Regions from separate parts of the Mus musculus genome. Here regions 2, 3, 4, 5, 6 and 7 are each linked to region 1. The links are chromatin contacts, called in public Hi-C and promoter capture Hi-C maps. All regions are on one chromosome and are shown on one strand. The core of a region is the stretch at or near the end of the contact, and the rest is flanking DNA. Distances in the headings are between cores, read along the strand shown.

Region 1 (2,610 bases), core at 73-2,572:
TACTTCACCAACCAAGTACTCTTTTCCTTAAACCAGAAATGCATAGTTACAAGAAAAATTTCGCAGCTATACACCACATATCCCCATTATATACACAAACATGCTCATTCTGTTTCTGTCTCTTTCATGTGGGTAACAAAATCAATTTCCAATGTCATTTCACTTCCTACCTGTGCTTGATCAACTCACAAAAACAACATAATCAATGTATCTAAGAGTTGTAAGTGAGGGAAGCAAGAAAATCTACCTTCAAGTATCCCGTGCGCCTGTCCAAATTAAGGTGAATATTTTTTATTTCCCCATATTCAGCGAATTTGTCATGGATATCTTCTTCAGTGGCTTCTTCGTGGACTCCAGTGACAAAGAGAATCCAACCTTCAACAGCTGTTGGGTAGGGAAAGTGTTGTATGAACATGTAAGCTAAAAAGCCCAGTATTCAGGAGGCAGAGGCAGGCAGATTTGTGAGTTTGAGGCCAACCTGGTCTACAAAAAGAGTTTCAGGACAGCCAGGGCTTAACAGAGAAACCCTGTATCCAAAACAACAACAACAAAAAAACCCAAAACCAAACAAACTAAAAAAGAAAAATTCTGAAAAGAACCTACAATAAGCAATTTTCTGAGACTGGTTAAACAACTCTTTACTTTGCATTTGAGTGCCAGTGCACACAGACTCCCCATAGGTCCTATTTACTTACAGCGCTGTGGTCCAGGTTCATCGCCGTCCTGCTCCACACTGTCGTAATCCTCCCGCATCCGCGCTCGGGACCCCTCTTCTAAAAGAATTCATACCAGATCACCGAAAACTGTCCTCCAAATGTGTCCCCCTCACACTCCCAAATTCGCGGGCTTCTGCCTCTTAGACCACTCTACCCTATTCCCCACACTCACCGGAGCCAAAGCCGCGGCCCTTCCGTTTCTTTGCTTTTTCTTTTAGTTTGTGGATGCTTTCTAGAGTTCCAGGTGAGAAAATAAGAAGCAACAAAAATAAGAGTCATTTGAAAAAAAAAACAAAAAAAACCTGTCGCGTTTCCTAGACTATCTGGAAGCTTCGACACAGACTCCAGCTTCAGTCCCTTCCCAGTTCCGCCCCTAATTCCTTTCCCAAGGGGGAGGAGTCTATCTTTTCAGACCCAGTTCGTGGGGTGACGTCCCAGGAAAATTTCTACTGCATTCCCCTCTCGCACCTTCCCCTCTTCCCGCAGTCGCCTCCACTCTCCTCACCGTCCCCATCCTCATCCATGGCGAAATCTTCGCCCCCCGCCTCGTGAAGATCCAGCACGTCCGCCATCTTGCTTCTCTCGGCGCTTTCTGAGTCTCTAGAAGCTAAGCACCTCGGGAAGCTGTCGCAGAAGAAAAACGTCACGAGTTAGGCTGACCAATTAAAGGTTGCCTCCAAGTCCCGCCCTCGGCGCGGTGAAAATTCGCCAATGTAGGCGGCCCCACTATGAAGCGCTAGAAACGTCCAGCACTCTGGGACCCCGATGGAGCTCTGCGAGTATGAGGCCGTAGGCTACATGGTTTGTGATTGTGTTTTGTTTTCTTTTCTTTTGAGGCAGGGTCTCTCTATATAGCCCTAGCTGGGCTCGAAGTTACAGATATCCAACTATATTCCCCTTCCACATGCTGCTGGGATTAAAAGCCTGTGCTACCACGCCGGGCTCCAAGGCTACAGAATGAGACCCTTTCTCAAAAACATAAAAAGTAAAATAAAGTGGTTTCGGAAGTTCTACAGCCAAGTTGATCAGGTAGATTGAAGGTCCGGAGCGCAGCCGCGTTGGGGCAAATTTAAAGGGTGAGTGAAGTCAGTGACTTTCTCATAAAACTTTCAACTAGCAAGAAATCCTTTGATACATATCTACATATATGGGTTTATTGAAATGACTTACGGGCTGCAGTCCAGCTAATTGGAGAATAACTAGATGTGTCCAGAAAGTCGAAGAATCTAGTATTTGCTTAGTTCCACAAGGCTGGATGTCTCAGCTGGTCTAGAATCCAGAAAAAGTAGGCTCCAGTGCCGGTGAAGAAACGGACTTATGAGCAAGGCAAAGTGCAAAAGTTTCCTTCATCCATGTTTTTATATAGGCTTCAGCAAAAGGTGTGGCCCAGGTTAAAGGTGTGCCTGCCCGCTTTAATCCCAGCACTTGGGAGGCAGAGGCAGGCAGCTTTCTGAGTTCGAGGTCAGCCTGGTCTACAGAGTGAGTTCCAGGACAGCCAGGGCTACACAGAGAAACCCTGTCTCCAAAAACAAAAACAAAACAAACAAACAAAAGATTAAAGAAAAGCCTGTGTCTTCCTGCCTCTAGATGTAGCTCAGAGGTGTTCTTTCCTACCTAAAGTCTGGACTAGAAGTGGATCTACCCACTCCACCAAACAGAAAATCACAGGTGTGCCCCTCATTTCTGGATTTGTAGTTCATTCCAGAGAGAGTAAGCCTGACAACTGAGAAGAACCATCTCAGGTGTTTTTGTTTTTGTTTTTTTTCTTTTCAATACAGGGTTTCTCTGTGTAGCTCTGGGTGTCCTGGAACTCACTCTGTATTTCGAGGCTGTCCTCGATCTCAGAAATCCGCCTGTCTCTGCCTCCCAAGTGCTGGGATTAAAGGCATGTGCC
Region 2 (2,610 bases), core at 51-2,550, 1.7 Mb after region 1:
TCTCACATCTTCTTAGTTCAAGCTTTAGCTGATCTGAAATCATATGTGGAGATAAAAGGCATGATAGAGAACACTTAAAGACCACAGGGAAAACAGAGCCGAGGGAGACAAACATCAGCCGAATCCTGGAGAGAATGTCAAAAGTTGGAAATCCCTGGAGAGAATGTCAAAAGTTGGAAATCACTATCTGTAGGGGTGTTCACGGCAGAGCTTTCTCCTACGGGAAGCCCTCCAGAGGGCTGGAGATTGAGAAAGGGGAAAGAGAAGCCAAAGACAGCTTCAGGTATCATCAGGCACCCTAGAGAGGGGTTGAGGACTAAGGTCAAAGTGGATGGTATCTGGGTATGATGACAGTAGTCTGAGATCCTTTAAGGAGAAGGGAATAGGCAATTCTTGGAAGTCAGGAGCTGGGGGAGTGGGTCATGGTGAGGTCATGGAATTGGAAGCAGAAGAGAGGGATACAATCTGTAGCTGAGGGAAATGAGAACTCTGTGCTGAGATTGCACAGACTCGGAAGAGTGGGGCAAAATAGGAAAAGGGATAAAGGCGGAGTCCATGGAAGAGGCTTGTGAGCAGAAACACAAACGGCGAGGAAGGCAAACATGGATGATATTGTAGAAGGGGTCAAATGTGGAAAAGGTTCACGACTTAGGAAGATAGTTACGGAACAGAGGCAACAGAGGTACGAAGTGTGTGTCCTGCTGGTGGGGAGGTGGAATCCACGGGGCAGAGGGAGGGGCTAAACTGAAGAGGAAGCCAGAAAGCAGAGAAGACTACCCCGGGCCCGAGAGGAAAGGGTGAAGGACCTCGGGGTGCAGCTGCCACCAGGGGGGCAGTTTTGTAGTCGAACCCAGGTCGCGGTAGGCTGGGCGGGACAGGGTGGCAGAAGGACCCCCCCACACACACACACAGGCAAAGGCGACTCACGGGGGAGGAGCCGCTTACCTCCGGGGAACCCTCGCGGAGGGGGTGCAGGCGGTCGGGGTCGGACTGCCGACACCGCCGCCTCAGCAGCAGCGGCCGCTCCCGGGTTCCATTGGCCGCCTGCGCTTCCCTGACAGCGGCCGCGGCGGCTGCTCCAGGCCCCGGCTGCGGGGCTGCCCGCGGCGCCGCCTGAAGGGGCCTTCACGCAACTTCAAGTTGGACCGGACCCCACTAGCAGGACACAAAATAACAATTCCTTGGCGGGTTCCGATGTAAGAGTCCCCTGGGCCCGAGCCTTTCTTCCGGGAGATTGCTTTCCTGCTTCCCGGTGTCAGGACACTACTGATGCCATCGTAATCTGAGTCGAGTGAGCTGCCCGACTCACGCCTGTTCAGAAAGGAAAAGGGGGCGGGGAAGAGCTTTTGGAAGCTAGGGAGGGGGGGCAGGGAGGAGGGGCTTACGGGGGAAGGCGGGCCCTGTGTTTGAGGGCGGGCCTAAGAGACAGGCTTTACTAAGGAAGCCGAGAGGGAAGTAGCGTGGGTAAGATCAGTGGAGGGACGTGGAGGTACCGATATTTTATGTACTTCCAAAAGTGTATGAACATGCAAATTATATATAAACTATTCATTTGCGTAAACCACTGAGTTACCGTAACTGCCACCAGTGGCTTTTTTCTCCCTCTCCTATCCTACGGGATTTCTTTCGTAAGTCAGCCGGTAGGACCCATGCAGGAGGGCCAGAAAACAGACAAGAAAGAGAAGGGACGAAAAAAGGAGTACAATCACCTTCATTTCCCTCTTCCTACTCATCTTTAAGGATGATGCCATGAGTTTGCCCCTATAGCTTCAGGAATGGCCCAGTCCAACCGCCTCAATCTTTCACTGTTTCGCACCATCACTCTGGGACAAGGTGCTGCTTCCAAGGTCACCCCAGCTGCCAAAGCCTTAACAGAGGCTGGACAAGCCAGCTTAGGAAAAGTGAGTGAAATGACAAAAGTTTGGCTTATTCCTTTTCCGAAGGCTACAAAATCATGTGAGACAGGCCTCATAGACCCCTCCCCCCCCCCCCACAATCACTGTCCCAACGCTTTTCCTGGGACTTTTCTTAGTATCTTAGGCCCCTTGTAAGGGTAGGTTTGTTTGACAGGGTTTCTCTGTGTAGCCCTGGCTGTCCTGGAACTCACTGTGTAGACCAGGCTGGCCTTGAACTTAGAAATCTGTCGACCTCTGCTTCCCAAGTGCTACGCCTAAAGACGTGTGCCACCACTGCAGGCGGGTAGGTTCTTAATATTCTACGGGTTGAGCCTAGCTCTTGGGTGACATCTTCATTGCACTTATAAGCTGATTTGAGATCTTTGTTTCCTTTTTTTTTCTTTCCCTTTCTTCTCTAGCTTCCTTCCTATCCTCTTTCCCTTTTTAGAGACAGTCTATTTTTCCCAGGCTGCTTGTGATATTCCTTGGCTCAAGCCACTGGCCTGTGGAACATGTGGGAATATATCCACATGCCCCCAAGCTGGACTAACCCTCAACTTCTGTATAATAATATTGACAATATTATTATAGCACTACATTAACAACAGTAGTATCTGATGTAATAACATTTTCTAAGGTTTGGGGGAGGGGATCAAGAAAGTATGGGTTATAGTACTACATGTCTGTTATTGAAACAGACAAATGGTGAGTGAAC
Region 3 (2,610 bases), core at 80-2,579, 1.6 Mb after region 1:
TGTTACGAGTGCACCTGCCAAGCGTGTGCGACTCCCAACGTCCAATAATCAGTATCGCCAAAACAAAACAAAAACACTCGCCAAGCTGCTATGTCGGTGGGCTGCTTGCTTGGACTGGGTGAAGCACTAGGTTCCACTCCGAACACTGCAAAAAGTGAAAATAAAACAGAAATTTAAAAACCCTTGTCATTTGAAACGGCTGCGGTCGCGGTGGGCGGCGGCGGCGCGGGGCCAGGGTAGAGAGCGCGCCAGGTGGCACACTGGGCCTGCAGATGGATCCAGCAAAAACCTGAGCCAGCGCAGGTGGGTGAGTGTCAAGGCAATTCGTCTCCCTGGCGACTCCGCCCCTTTTCCCACCTCCAAGGGGCGGGGCAGCAAAGCGCGGGAAAGCTCAACGGGAACAGTAATGCCAGCTCCCGTCAGGGGCGGAGAAAAGGGAGCTCTCTTAAATGGGAAATAGATCTGGGCTCCCTCCTTCTCTCGCGTAAGAAGCCTATCAGCATACTACCTTAAGCTCTCCTTGGTTGTGGCCCAGGCCACGCCAGCACTTCCCAACGTCACCTCCCCCACTTCCGGTCGCAGCGTGTCCCAGGTCTCAGGTCTCGGTGGTTCCGGTTTCTTTTACACTCGGAATCCCAAAGTCTGTCCAGCTCTCCCGCAGAGGGAGGGGCCGTGCGTGGTGCGTACGCCCAGAGGCAGGCGGACGCCAGAACCGCATCCATCCGGATTATAAAGCAGTTTAGACTGCGAGGAACCCCAGGCAATGGTCACCCCGATGACGTAATGTTTGGGGGTGGCACCTCATTTTGTGACCCCCAGCACCGCATCCGTTCGAGCGCGGCTTAGCCTGAGGAAACGGCACGAACACTTAAAACACCCAGGTTCCACACGGAGCCGACGAGGTTCCCCTAGACGCGCCGCCATACAGCTAGAGTTCCTAAGTTTGTAGATGTGAGGCACAGTGTCCAGCTTCGAGCGACCAATGGAGAGAGGATGGCTACGCTTCTGAGCTAGCTAGTCACCCCTCGCAACCCAAAGCGAAGACTAAGGCTGGCTTCTTGCTAAGCGACAGCGGCGGCGGCCAATGGCTTTCGGGCTGCTCAGACAGGGCAGGTGGACTCCGGAGCAGCCAATGGGGAGAACCTTCTCCACAGGGCCCAGGCCCTTTGTCCAATAGTGATGAGAAGACTATGAGGGGCCAGTTCCGAGCGGGGTATGGAGGGCCAATCCCATACGGGACTGGGTGGGGCTCACAGTTGAATGACAGGTCCATTAGCCAATGGCGAGTATGAAAGCGGGCAGCCCGGACTAGGAGCACGGAGGGAGCTGAGGGAGAGGGGAGGCCGAAGCGGAGAGAAGCAGGAAGTAGCGGCGGCCGCGGGGAGGGCGGCGGCGGCGGTAGCGGCGGTGGCGGCTGGAACCGGGAGGAGGCCGTAGGGTCTCAGCCCGCACCAGGATCGGAACAAGTAAGCACGCTCGCGGCAAATACCCGCCCCTGGCTCCGCCCCCCGGGGGGGCGGGTAAATACCCCTGCCCCTCCCCCACTTGGTCAACTACCCCCTTCTCCGTGCCGCCGCCCCCTGGGGCGGCTGCTGGCCTGGCCGGGTCGCCGCCTTCTTCTTCGAGGACCACCGGTGGGAACTCCAGTTTGCTGGAAGCACGGCCCCCTAGCCTGGTAACGTGGGAGGGGGTTCCTGGACCCCTAAGTCCTGGCGCTCTTAGACTGAGAGGCAGTCAGAGTGCGGCCGGGGGACTCGAGGCTGCGGGATGTCGCGACCTAAAATGGTGTCCGTGCCGGGCGGTGGGGGCGGGGGAATTGGGCCCAGCAGGAGAGGAGCCTGCATCCCGACCGGGTGCTGGTCAGCGTCCGGACCCAGGCAGGACTCAGGCTAGCGCCTCGATCCTGGCGAGCTCCTTGCAGTCACTCGGGTCTGGGGAGAGCCTCTGGGGGTCAGAGACAGGGCAAGCTGCCCGGCGCGCAGAGATGAAGGGGACCAGGTTCGAGTCTGGACTGACCTGGCTGCAGAGCTTAGAATCACGCAGGGACCGCCCCCTCTTGTGTCTCCACTCCCCTCGCGCCACTCCCCACTGCCGGGGAGTCCTGGCCCCCAATGTGCAGCGCCGCAGATCCTAAGGGCCTGGCCTCACCGAGGCCCTCCCTTGAGTTCTTAGCCGGTGAAAGTGAAAGAAGCACCACTCGCCTCAGTTTACCCTTTAGTTTTTAAATGTACTTCTTGTCCCCTACCCGAAACCCCGGACTTACTTTCCGCGCCAGTCCCTGGCAGATGGCAGGGACTTAAATGCCGCCCGCTGCCCAGCTTGGCCGCAACCTAATCGCCCCTGGCCGTGCTCTGGCCCCTTCCTTTTGCTCTGCGCTGTAGGCCTTGGGCAAAGGGCAATGGAGCCCCCACCCTACCGGTGTCTGTTCACCCTTTTCTTGTTAAGCCCCCTTTGCTTTTGAAGAACAGAGGGGGAAAGTAGGTAGGGAGATGGCAGCTCCACAGGCCTGGCGGCTGAGTGGAGGATCTTCATTGGCCTTAAGCCTCTGTGTTTGGCCCACTGTCTGCTCCAGGTGGCTATCGGATGACCTCCAAGTCACTTGCACGCCAG
Region 4 (2,610 bases), core at 83-2,582, 1.6 Mb after region 1:
GTCATCAAGTCCCCTGGGGCTGGAATTGTAAGCAGCTGTTAGCCACCCCATATGGATGGTGGGAACAGAATGCTACTCCTCTACTAAAACAGGATGGACTCTTAACTATGAGACATCTTTTAAGCCCTTCTCCCTTTTTATTTTTGAGAATTCTCTCACTAAATTTCCAAGATGACCATGAATTTGTAATCATTCCATTATATAGGTGGGATCGCAGGCAAGTGCCAACAGGTCTTCTTTTCTTTGACCCCCAGAAAAGGTCTTATTGTGTATAACCCTGGCTGCCCTGGAACTCATTATATAGATCAGGCTGGTCTAAAACCCACAGATGCCTGCCTCTGCTTCCCAAGGGTTGGTGTTAAAGGTTAATTAACAAACCAAAATAACTTGCTGGCTATCCTTCGTTCCTTGGGTGATTACATGGTGTTTACTGCGGGCTGGGGAAATGACTCAGTGCTTATGAGAGAGCGCTTACTGCTCTTCCTAGAGGACCAGAGTTCGGTTCCCAGAACTCAAGACAGGCAGCTCACAGCTGCCTGGAACTCCAGTTCCGGATTTGATATTCTCTTCCAGCCTCTGCAGGGCCTGAATACACACACAAACGCTTAAAAATTTTTTTTGGTTTGTTTTTTTTTTTTTAATTGGTCAAAACTTTTCTGGATTCCTTCATCCTGTCAGACTCAATACTGGAGTTAGGAATTGCATAGATTTTTTTTTTTTTTTTTTTTGGTAGGCAGTAGATAGGTAAATCGAATTTGAGGATACAAGTGTTTGTAGCAGTTGCATAAACACAGTGCAATGGGAAACAGGAAGTTAAAATGTGGTTAACGATGCTGACACACTTTTTAAGTGATTATGCTTGGACTGACATATCCACAGTAGTGTATGCACTCATGAGTGTCTGTTATGTGTTCGAGGCAGTGTCACTACGTAGTAGCTATGTTGCCCACGTTGGCCTGGAAATTGCAGTTCAGATCTTAGCATGAGTGTGCCCCTTGTAAACAGCACTGGGAGGTGAAGCAATAGAGTTTATTAGCCTGAGCTCCACAGCGAATTGCTGTCATCCTTTTTCAAACCGTAACAACAAAAACAAATCAAAAACCCAAATATACAAAAGAAAGAGAGCAGAAGAGGGGGTAAATTACAGCTCTCCTGCCTCACACTGGAGTGTTGCTGCCAGGCGAGTGCAGAGAGCTTACAGCTGTTCCGGAAGCTGCTGCGAAGGTAGCCAACTCTATTGGATAACCAACCTTTCCATTTCTGTGGCGCCTACAAGTCCCAGAACACACCGCGGGGCGCGGAGGCGGGGCAGCATGAAGACTGAGTTCTTTGATTGGTGATGAGCACCAGGCCAATCGGAGGTGCTGTTGTTTGTCAGTCCCGGAGCCGGTCCGCAGAGGGAAGGAGGCAAGATGGTGTTGGAGAGCACTATGGTTTGGTGAGGAGCTTCGGACGTGGCTGGGGGGCGCGTCTGGGTTGTTGGTGCGCGTGGCGCCGAAACCCGAGGGCCTGGGCTGGGGACTGGGTCGCCGGGCGAGATGTGGCTTCGGGGCCCGCGGGACTCTGGCAGACGACTCCCTGAGTCATCCCGGCCCAGGAACGCAGGCCCGGGAACTCCTGTTCCCTTCCCTGAATTTCAGGTCTCCCATAAAGCAGAGGCCAACTGCCCCCTCCACTCGCCTCCAAGTTTTTCTTTTCTCTGTACTTTATCGCATGTAAACCTCACAACCGCATTCTTGGAAAATAGTCCTTGTCTCATAATGAGTCGGAAGGACTTTAGGGGATCCGCTGTAGTCACACAGCAAATTAAGAGGCCGTGATAAGCAGGATGAACTAGGTTTTATCAGGTTTATACTTGGGATGAGTACCTATTAAGAGTTAGATTAGAAACTGAGGACAAGAAAATAAATAGAAAGCTGAGAACATATTTTTTTTCAGGGCTACAAGAGGACTTTGTTTTGTGTTTTCTGGGAATTGAATCCAGAGCATTGTGAACGCTGGGAACGTGCTCTACCAATGAGCCTCATCACACACCTGGATTGCATTTATTATTTGTCATCATTATTGTTTTAGATGGAGCTTTGACACTGTAGCTCAGACTGGCTTTGAAGTCGCTATTTGAGAAGATGCACAGGTTGGCCTTGAACTTGGAATGAGTATGTAGGATTAAAAACTTGAGTCACTAGGCCCATGTTTTCATTTGGAGATTGGCTAGCACTGCCACCTAAATGCAGGATGGCTTAAGCTTGGTTTCCTGCACTTGGAGGATGAGACAGGGAGTTTTCATGATCAGGACTACCTAGCAAGGTTCTGTCTCAAAATAAGACTACCAGAATGCCCAGTTAAATTTGAATTTCAAGCAAATCATGAGTGATTTTTTAGTATGAAAGGGAATTTTAAGTCCAACCCAAATATTGCTCTTACAAGTTACTTGTTGGGGCCGGGCAGTAGTGGCACACACCTTTAATCCCAGCACTTGGGCAGCAGAGGCAGGTGGATCTCTTAGGGGTTGAGGCCAGCCTGGTCTATAGAGCAAGTTCTAGGACATGCAGAGAAGCCCTGTCTCAAAAGGTGGTAAAATAAAACAAAAACAACAACAAAATAGTTACT
Region 5 (2,610 bases), core at 45-2,544, 1.4 Mb after region 1:
CTCACTTCCACCAGAAACCCAGAACTTGAAATGACAAACCCTAAACCACCGTCATCGTCCCGGTGGGCCTTACACACTTCAGAGCTGTAGAGGGGCGAGCAGGAGAGAGGTGGGGAGGAAGGATGTACACAGGTAGTTCCCCGAGCCTGTGGTAGCCCCAAACCGGTTCTCCCGGTCCCGCTGCCTCCGGCCCCAAGGCCTCCCTCTCCAACCCGCTGTCTGACAAGCCTTCACAAGAAGCAAGAAGCAGCTGGAGAGAAAGAGACTTGAGAATCGTGTGGGCAAATTCTGGCTATAAGCCCGGGGATGCAGCTGGTCCCTGTGTGGAGACCCTCCAAACATAGCGGGCTGCTGAGGGACTCCCAAGAGAGGAATGGGCCCCATTTTCAAACAAGTTACAGATATTTGTCCGAGCACCAACCCTGCCCTAACCCCAGGGAAGGGCTGGGGATACTTAAAAGTTAACAGAAGGAGATCCTAATTTCTTCCCCTCCCCCAATATTCTCCGTCAGACTCCAGCTCCGTCCCCCACCCACTGCGACCCAGGATGGGAACTTCGATGAATTGTACTGGCTCTGTCAATGTTCTCCGTGGCTGCTTCACTCTGGCTTAGACCTTCCGGGGCCCAGCACCACTTCGGATTCTCTAGCACAGCAGATCTCTCAGGTTAGAGGGCCGGCGAGGAGCCCCTGTCGCTTCGCACCTTCCACCCGGCCCCACGCTGCAGTCGCCGCTTCCCTGCCTCTCCGTGGCTTGCGCCGCCCGCGCGTGTACTGTGATCGCGACCTCCCCGCTGCCCTGCCCTCCCCTCCCCGCCGCCCGCGCGCAGCCCGGCTCGCCCGGCGCTCTTACCTGCGGCTCCCCGGCGTCCCCACTGCGGGCGGGGGCTCCGCCACTCCGGGTCCCCTGGCTGCTTCTCGGCACGGCGGGGAGTTGAGGGCGGGCCGGCAGAGGTGGGGCTGGCGGAGGGCGGAAACGCCGGCGACGCGATTACGAAACCCAGGGGCTGAGAGCGGAGCGCAGCGCTCCGCCCAGCTTCGGGGCGCACGGCGTGGCCCGCGGGGACAGCGGCAAGCACCGCGCTCGGGGACAACCGCGGCACCCCAACTGTCTGTGCTAGTCTGTCCACCTGCTGCAGGCGCTGAGAGGACGATGCGCTGGGGCCCTTTCTGAGTCTCCCAAAGTCCCCTTTAGTCCTTACAGTGGGAAAGGAGGGCCATTCTGTTGTTTAACCGGAAGACTTTTTAACCCATACATCTAAGTTAGAGGACAATTAACTGCTCAGCCATGCGCTCCAGTCAGCACGAGGGTACTTGGAGAGGTGGGGGTGCGGTGCGAGCCGACGGAGAGGCTCTACGGTGGATAGCGTGTTCCGGAACCTATCCCTCGAATTAGCCGAGTCAGGCAGAGAGGGGGCGGGGAGTGCTTCCGCCCTTGCTAGGAGGGGCTGCATTGCAGGGGAGACCCAGCGGCAGATTCTGTCACAGACGAGGGAGAAGGCGTGAGGAGACAAAGCCGTCACATCCGCGACAGCTTCCTTCAGCAGCCTCCTCCTCTCCAGTCCAGAGCCGACCCCCGAGCCCCTGAGGCATCCCTTCCGTCTTCGGAACACCCTAGTCATTCATTGCTAACAGGTAACCAAGACGAGGGACCGCTTCTTAAGCTTGAAAGACCCCGTGTGAGACCGAGGTGGGGGGCAGTTTAAGAGGAGAGAAGGGGGCGCTATGAACAATGGGTTACTATTCGTTACCAGATTTTTTATCTGTTAAGATCTCCATCCATGCCTTACCATGGACCTAGGCATTCATTTCTAGCACTTTACCTGTAATCATCTCTCGGCATTTAGCTCTTCATTTCATGTATTCATTTTCCTATAATTTTTGCCCTGTGCATCTAATGGCTTCTGTCTAGTGTCTAGTTATCTATATCTTCCTTTTCAAGCTATAATTTCTGCTACCAGTTATTTGGTGAATCTTTATTCCTACTGTAATTATTGTAGCCTCTACTCCCTTGTATTTCTATCCCCCTCGATTTTCTGTCTCTTGTAGGGAGGTTTGGGGAGTAGGGTACTTTTTTTTTTTTTTAAACATGAGATGCTATTGAGAGTGATTGGAACCTTTAACAATCTCCTCCCTATCTCAGATTTTTGCTCCAAAGAGGCTTTAGGTGGGACAGGTGGGAGCCATTGTGGGATTGCCCGATGGCATGCTGCAATCAGTGTAGCTCACAGGAACTACTTATGACAGCAGATTTGTCTTTGCAGCTCCTCCTAGAAAAAGGGGAGGATTGTGGCTAATAGGAAAATCCTAGAGCAACATGAGAAATACCAGGAAGCCTCCATTTTCATCCACCACCATCCCTCCTTAGACTGCATGGTGGCAGCATGACACAGCAAGGCCCTGTGGATTAGGCCTTGAATGCTCTTGGGGGGATCTGGACAAAGGGTATTTGGGTGTGTCCAGGTAGTTTAAAGAAAGTGTATCTTTTAAATGTGTGTATCTACTAATCATTTTATCTCTAAGAATAGACAATGAAAATTTAGAAGTTACTCTGCATAAAATAACTGGGTGGCATTTACTGAGCAAATATGTCAATTTTCACCATCCAGAG
Region 6 (2,610 bases), core at 35-2,534, 1.3 Mb after region 1:
GGAAGAGCAACAGGGCTGCACCCTGCAAGGCCAGAGGAAAGCATGAGGGGAGGGGGACCCAAACAAACAGGGGTTATGGCCCTGTCCCTCCTCTTCTTTCCTCAGTCCAAATCTACACCTCCTCTTCCTGGAATTACCTATGGTGACCCACAGGGAGTCAAATCTCTGGTCCTTTCCTAGTCAGCAGCAGATACTATTCACAGAGTGGGAAAAGCATATGAAATAGGTATATCCTTAAAGACTTCACCCACCCTCAGGACTCTTCTCCCTACGTCTTTAACTGGTATTACCCAATCTTTCCAACCAAATGCAATTCTTCATGCCAACATGCTTTGAGATTCCTCTAGAATACAGCAAGCCCTGTAATTCTGGCTCTCTAGGAGAGGGAGAGAGAGGGTTTGGGTTTATAAGGGGGAAATTGAAGACCGCATCTCTTTTACTGCTCCATCTCTTACTGCTCCGGGTGCCTGGGATCCTGTAAGCGACCCAGACTTAAGAGACCACAGATGGGACATCAGGTGTCAACTTCGCCCAGAGAGGGTAGGGAGAGCTGCGAGACGAGGTGAAGATAGTTTGAAAACAAAAGTTTTTACCTCAAAGAGGTAGATGAGGTTCCGGCACTGGGAGAGGACTCAACTCTGGCGGTTCTACGCGGGAGGTGGGGACATCGTTGAGGGGCGCCGACTGCGCCAGCCGCCTCCCAGCTGTCAGCCCCAGAGCTTACACGGCTTGACACGGGTTTACTCTCGCGGCGTCCAGCCTGGGTCGCTGCCACTTCCGGACACACGCCCAATACGGGGGACGCTGGAGCAGGGTCGGGGCCGAGGACAAGCAAGGCACAGCGCAGGCGGTCCCGCCTGGCTTCCCAGAGTCTTCAGGATTCCCGAGTCACCGAGCCTCCGGCGTGCGCTCCAGGCCGTGCCTACAAACTGGCTTTCAAAGGAAGTTTGTGGTTTTTCTTTTTCTTCTCTCTGTCCCTCTTTTCCCCCTGTCCGGACAAAGACAAATTAGCCAAGGACGCGGTCCCTAGAGGAGGAGGAGGAGGAGGGGCCTGCTCAGCTACCGAGGATTTCCATCAGGGCTGTCTGAGCCGGTCAGCAGCCCGGTGAGCCGCAGAAAGGAAGAGAGAAAAACAACAGACCCTTTCTCTTCCCTCCGCCTGCCGCTGGAAGGGACGGAGCGCGTGTGCCTCTCTGGTGAGAACCGGGAAAAGCAAGCGGCCTGGCAGAGCCCGGAGGAGCAGGGCGGGACAGCGGCTGTTGATTAGACCTCCCTGGATGCCCGCCGCAGCCCTCTGCTCTGGAGCCAAGAAAGCAGGGCGGAAGGGCGTTGTGTTTGCATATGTACTCGTTCAATAAGAAAGAAAATTCCCACTCCTGGTTTTCTGGAGCCCCTGAGCTCTTTCCCAAGGCTTCCCTTCTTCCCCGTATGCTTTTTTTGAAAGGCTAGGAATGAAACTGGTTCAGCTGTGTACCTGGTCGGGGGCGAGGAAGACGCTCTTCTGCCTCTTCTCACCTCCCCGAGAAGCAGGACGATCTGGGGATAGATTAAAAAATGAGGGAACATGTTATGATGAAGGGACATTTTCCCCCCAAGTAGTCTGCCCTGGGACACGCAAGTGGCAGTTAAGGGATGTTGGAACCCAGCCTTAGGTTCTGAAGGCTCCTCTAAACTCTATTGATGTGACGGCCAAAGGATAAGGCTTCAAGCAACTCGGAAAGCCGAGAGAACTGTTGCAACAGAGACCCAGGAAGCAAAGTCACGGTTGCAACAGCCCATGAATGAGGAGTATTTGCTCAGGCTGTAGAAGAAAGGCTATGAAGAAGGAGGAAGAGTTGGCACGACAGTAGGTTTTAAGAAAACAAGTCAAACATTATGGTAATGTTTTCCTATCGTGAACAAACACATTGATCACGATTTGTCAGTTTGGTAAAGGGGAGAATTTAAAAAAAAGAAAGAAAAAACACCTAACCAGGGAAGCTATTTTAATAAATAATATGTACAGCAATGTTGTAATTTAAAGTCCTAACCAAACCAGGCCTGTGAATCCAGTATTCAGGAAACTGAGGAGAAAGATTACAAATTCCAGACAGGTTGGGCTAGATAGAAAGAATTTGTATTTTAAAAAAAATTGAGAGATTAATTTACATCAATCTCGAACAGATTTTCGGTGTAATATATGGAAAGGTACTATACTTAGTCCTATCTGCAAGTTCAGATGCCATAAAGGCGAGTTATTGTGACACATACACAATTTGCATGTCATAGCCCTCCGAAAACTGCTCACTTGAGGACAAACACGAGCTGCTGGACTACATTTCCCAGGAGGCACCGCGATATACCATACTCCTCCTTGACGTCCCATGAGTCTTTGGGCTCAGAACCCAGCCTCTGCCGCTGGGGGGCGGGGCAACGCCGGACTCCCGGAGTGCCGGATTACGCACTTCCTCCTGGGGTTCGGAGGCCGAACCCTTTAGTGGCGGGTTCGAGTCCCGCCCCCTGACTCTCGGCTCTAGACCCTAGGTCTAGGGCGGGGTACATTCTGCCGGGTTACCTCTCCTGGCTGAGGGGCAACGGCACACCTCGGGCTTTACCATGGAGGACTACCTG
Region 7 (2,610 bases), core at 46-2,545, 1.3 Mb after region 1:
TATGCCTTCCAGAGACAGGGAGAGGCCAGTAGGTTGAAGTAGCAGCGGCAAATGGGGTAGTGTTGAAAGGAACTGTACAATGTCAGTCTCCCTGTGGCCAGCGACAGAGAGAAACCTAGTCAGAGGCTCCAGTGAGAATAGAGGCACCAGAACTAGTTCACACACACAGCACACCACACCACACCCCTTAGAAATTAGGCACTATGTGGCCAGAAACAAGACCTAAGGAACGGAATATTTGACCTTAGGGGCCCCATCACAAATGCAAGACAGTCACCTTAGCTCTGGGATGGGAAGTGACCCCCTACCCCAGCTCTCACACAAACAGAAGTAATTTCTGGGGGAGGCCTTCCCTAACTCAGTTCTGGGGAAGACCGGCTCACTCCAGACCTCACAGCGCTTAGAACACCCTGACAGCTGAGGCTGGAAACTCGGATAAGTGAGATCTGGTTTGGATGCCAGGAGTGCAGCTTAGGCACAGGAATTCCCAAGCTCAGGCTAAAAAGAAATGCCACCCACCTGCAGGTAGCCAACTAACTTGAGGGCCTCTGGGCCTGTAATTAGCAAGTTACAACCCAGAGCTGGCCAAACACGCCCCATAACGGTATAGGAATGTGAGCCCTTTGGGGCCGGGACAGACACTAAAGAGTGTACTCCTTCCTGTTTCCCGTTAGGCACATGGACACTCTGACCTCCCTCTTGGGATGGGCACAAGGGGGTCAGAAACAGAGGCGGCAGCGGCGGCGGTAGCAGTAGCAGCAACAGCAGCAACAGCAGGGGCCGCCACCGTTCCTCCTCGGCCTCCACACTCAGGCCCCAGGACGCACGCGGGCCCGCAGGGGCTTCTAGCACCGAAGGTCCGCTACTGCTCCACTCCTAACAAAGGGGCGTCTGTACCATGGATCCTGAGCGAGCGCCCGGCCCCAGTCCCCCTACCTGTTGCCCCGCAGGCCTTCTCTGGTCCGAGGCCCCAGCCGGGCCCGGATCGCCCGCTCCAGCAGCGCTCGGCCCGCCCTCCGGCAGGCCGGCCGCCATGAGCCGGTGGAGGCCCCGCTCCCTCCGAGCTGCACCCTGAGCCCCCGCGCCCGTCACTGCCCCGCCACCCTCGCGGACCCGCGCACAGACTTACTCGGCGTCCGGTGCAGAGCTGCTCCGGCCCGGGCGCCGCTACTCCGTTTCCCACTTCTAGCGCCCGGCCGGTGCGCACTGACTGGGCCGGGTCCTCTCCTCCCCCTTCCGCTGCCCGCGGCTCCCTCCCTCCTTCCTCCTTTGCCCGCCGAGCCCCGGCGAGCCCAGGCCGAGCCCAGTAGCGGAGCTGAGTTGGGTGTGGGCCGCGGCCGGGCGGGGCCCGGTGCCCGGAACCCTGCGCTGCGCCTATGGAGCGGAGGAGCCCCGACGGGGCGGGTGGCACGTGCCCCGCAGGGCGCCTGGGTCTCTGAGTGGCGCGGTTGCGGCCCACCCGGACATTGGTCAGGGACCCCCTGGTGCTTGAGCCCAGAGCAGTTCAGAGCTGGCTGCCTCTGCCCAACCCCGCGGCCCTGGTGTGGTCGGCGACCTCAGCCCATGATTTACCCCCGGGTTGAATGCTACAATCCCATCGTCCGGCTTCACTGGGCATCAGAGGAAGGGTGCACGCGGAGAAAACCCTGCACAGATCCCGATGCTCCCTACGGTGAGATCCACAATGCCCCCTCCCCCAGCCCTGCTGTTTAGAGTCCTAACAGAGCTACTCAAACCTTTTGTAAAATGTACTCCAGGCTACACTATGGTTAGCCGTGATCAGTTTCGTATTAGAACCTGTTTTCCCTTAAATAGTCCCATAAAATCTATGCCTCAAGAAGAGAGCAGCAGGTTGGAGACATGGCTCAGCGGTTAAGAACACCGACTGCTGTTCTAGAGATACTGAGTTAAATTCCTAGCAACCACATGGTCACTCACAACTATCTGGGATCCCATGCACTCTTCTGGTGCGTCTGAAGACAGCCACATTGTACTCATATAAATTAATAAATAAGGGGACGGATGGGGGGGAGAGAGAGAGAGAAAGCGCCCAGCAGCCTTAACTCCCATCTCCCATACTCCCATTATGGACAGAACTTGACTAAGTTGTCAAGTGACCCTTAACCGGGAGAGTTAAGCTTAGCTTCTTCCATGTAAAAAATGCTTTAAAAACTATCCCCTGGGAAGTGGTGGCGCACTCCTTTAATCCCAGCACTTGGGAGGAAAAGGCAGGCGGATTTCTGAGTTCAAGGCCAGCCTGGTCTACAGAGTGAGTTCCAGGACAGCCAGGGCTACACAGAGAAACCCTGTCTCGAAAAACCAAAAAAAATACAAAACAAAACAAAACCAAAACCCTGCCTGGTGCAATTTCACATCTCATGCCCAAGCACAGTCCCAGCATTTGGGAGACTATGTTTTTTTTTAAACCTTCATAAAATAGTTTTGTTTTTTCTTTTTAAATTTATGTGTGTGAGTGTTTTGCCTGAATGTATGCATGTGTTCCACGAATGTCTGGTGGCCAACAAGGTCAGTGGAGGATATCAGATTCCCTGGAACTGGAGTTATATAAGGTTGTAAGCAGCTATGTGGGTGCTGAGAATCAAACGGGTC

Evidence for each region. Promoter capture Hi-C pulls out the DNA fragments that hold promoters and counts their contacts. A called contact is a pair of places that touch in the nucleus more often than the background predicts. Capture Hi-C pulls out chosen DNA fragments and counts their contacts.
Region 2: a promoter capture Hi-C map of adipose tissue shows a contact between it and region 1, with 3 times the contacts expected there. The contact joins the promoter of Pi4kb here to the promoter of Rbm8a in region 1. A contact is called at or near these places in 4 of 39 promoter capture datasets (liver, neutrophils and pre-B cells) and 2 of 9 other capture datasets (adipose tissue and liver).
Region 3: a promoter capture Hi-C map of pre-B cells shows a contact between it and region 1, with 2.7 times the contacts expected there. The contact joins the promoter of Zfp687 here to the promoter of Rbm8a in region 1. A contact is called at or near these places in 3 of 39 promoter capture datasets (liver and pre-B cells) and 2 of 9 other capture datasets (adipose tissue and liver).
Region 4: a contact with region 1 is called in a promoter capture Hi-C map of pre-B cells, with 5 times the contacts expected there. The contact joins the promoter of Psmd4 here to the promoter of Rbm8a in region 1. A contact is called at or near these places in 2 of 39 promoter capture datasets (liver and pre-B cells) and 1 of 9 other capture datasets (liver).
Region 5: a promoter capture Hi-C map of pre-B cells shows a contact between it and region 1, with 2.7 times the contacts expected there. The contact joins the promoter of Cdc42se1 here to the promoter of Rbm8a in region 1. A contact is called at or near these places in 1 of 39 promoter capture datasets (pre-B cells) and 1 of 9 other capture datasets (liver).
Region 6: a Hi-C map of B cells shows a contact between it and region 1, with 7 read pairs. The contact joins the promoter of Mindy1 here to the promoter of Rbm8a in region 1.
Region 7: a promoter capture Hi-C map of pre-B cells shows a contact between it and region 1, with 2.5 times the contacts expected there. The contact joins the promoter of Anxa9 here to the promoter of Rbm8a in region 1. A contact is called at or near these places in 1 of 39 promoter capture datasets (pre-B cells), 1 of 484 Hi-C or Micro-C datasets (B cells) and 1 of 115 datasets of contacts at active chromatin or transcription factors (bone marrow-derived macrophages).

Annotation. Positions count from the first base shown.
Region 1 is chr3:96,628,640-96,631,249 of GRCm38.p6, reverse strand. It overlaps Rbm8a (RNA binding motif protein 8a), which reads right to left and starts at 1,322. Exons shown (of 6, transcript NM_001102407.1): 1 at 1,222-1,322; 2 at 889-948; 3 at 696-773; 4 at 248-384. The coding sequence starts at 1,288. It also overlaps the pseudogene 6330549D23Rik.
Region 2 is chr3:94,973,421-94,976,030 of GRCm38.p6, reverse strand. Pi4kb (phosphatidylinositol 4-kinase beta) reads right to left here and starts at 1,300. Exons shown (of 11, transcript NM_175356.3): 1 at 946-1,300. B230398E01Rik (a long non-coding RNA gene) reads left to right here. Exons shown (of 4, transcript XR_003954666.1): 2 at 1-682.
Region 3 is chr3:95,014,176-95,016,785 of GRCm38.p6, reverse strand. Zfp687 (zinc finger protein 687) reads left to right here and starts at 1,329. Exons shown (of 9, transcript NM_001357863.1): 1 at 1,329-1,466. 4930481B07Rik (a long non-coding RNA gene) reads right to left here and starts at 1,257. Exons shown (of 2, transcript XR_003954670.1): 1 at 509-1,257; 2 at 1-145.
Region 4 is chr3:95,041,336-95,043,945 of GRCm38.p6, reverse strand. Psmd4 (proteasome (prosome, macropain) 26S subunit, non-ATPase, 4) reads left to right here and starts at 1,332. Exons shown (of 10, transcript NM_008951.2): 1 at 1,332-1,438. The coding sequence starts at 1,413.
Region 5 is chr3:95,227,108-95,229,717 of GRCm38.p6, reverse strand. Cdc42se1 (CDC42 small effector 1) reads right to left here and starts at 1,294. Exons shown (of 5, transcript NM_172395.3): 1 at 853-1,294. It overlaps Mllt11 (myeloid/lymphoid or mixed-lineage leukemia; translocated to, 11), which reads left to right and starts at 1,041. Exons shown (of 2, transcript NM_019914.4): 1 at 1,041-1,634.
Region 6 is chr3:95,281,609-95,284,218 of GRCm38.p6, reverse strand. Mindy1 (MINDY lysine 48 deubiquitinase 1) reads right to left here and starts at 1,284. Exons shown (of 10, transcript NM_199475.1): 1 at 594-1,284. It overlaps Prune1 (prune exopolyphosphatase), which reads left to right and starts at 2,143. Exons shown (of 8, transcript NM_173347.2): 1 at 2,143-2,610. The coding sequence starts at 2,596.
Region 7 is chr3:95,313,865-95,316,474 of GRCm38.p6, reverse strand. It overlaps Anxa9 (annexin A9), which reads left to right and starts at 1,295. Exons shown (of 14, transcript NM_001379545.1): 1 at 1,295-1,672. Cers2 (ceramide synthase 2) reads right to left here and starts at 1,285. Exons shown (of 11, transcript NM_029789.2): 1 at 1,130-1,285. It overlaps LOC115489748, which reads left to right and starts at 679. Exons shown (of 2, transcript XM_030252979.1): 1 at 679-718; 2 at 911-1,731. The coding sequence starts at 679. The coding sequence ends at 1,713.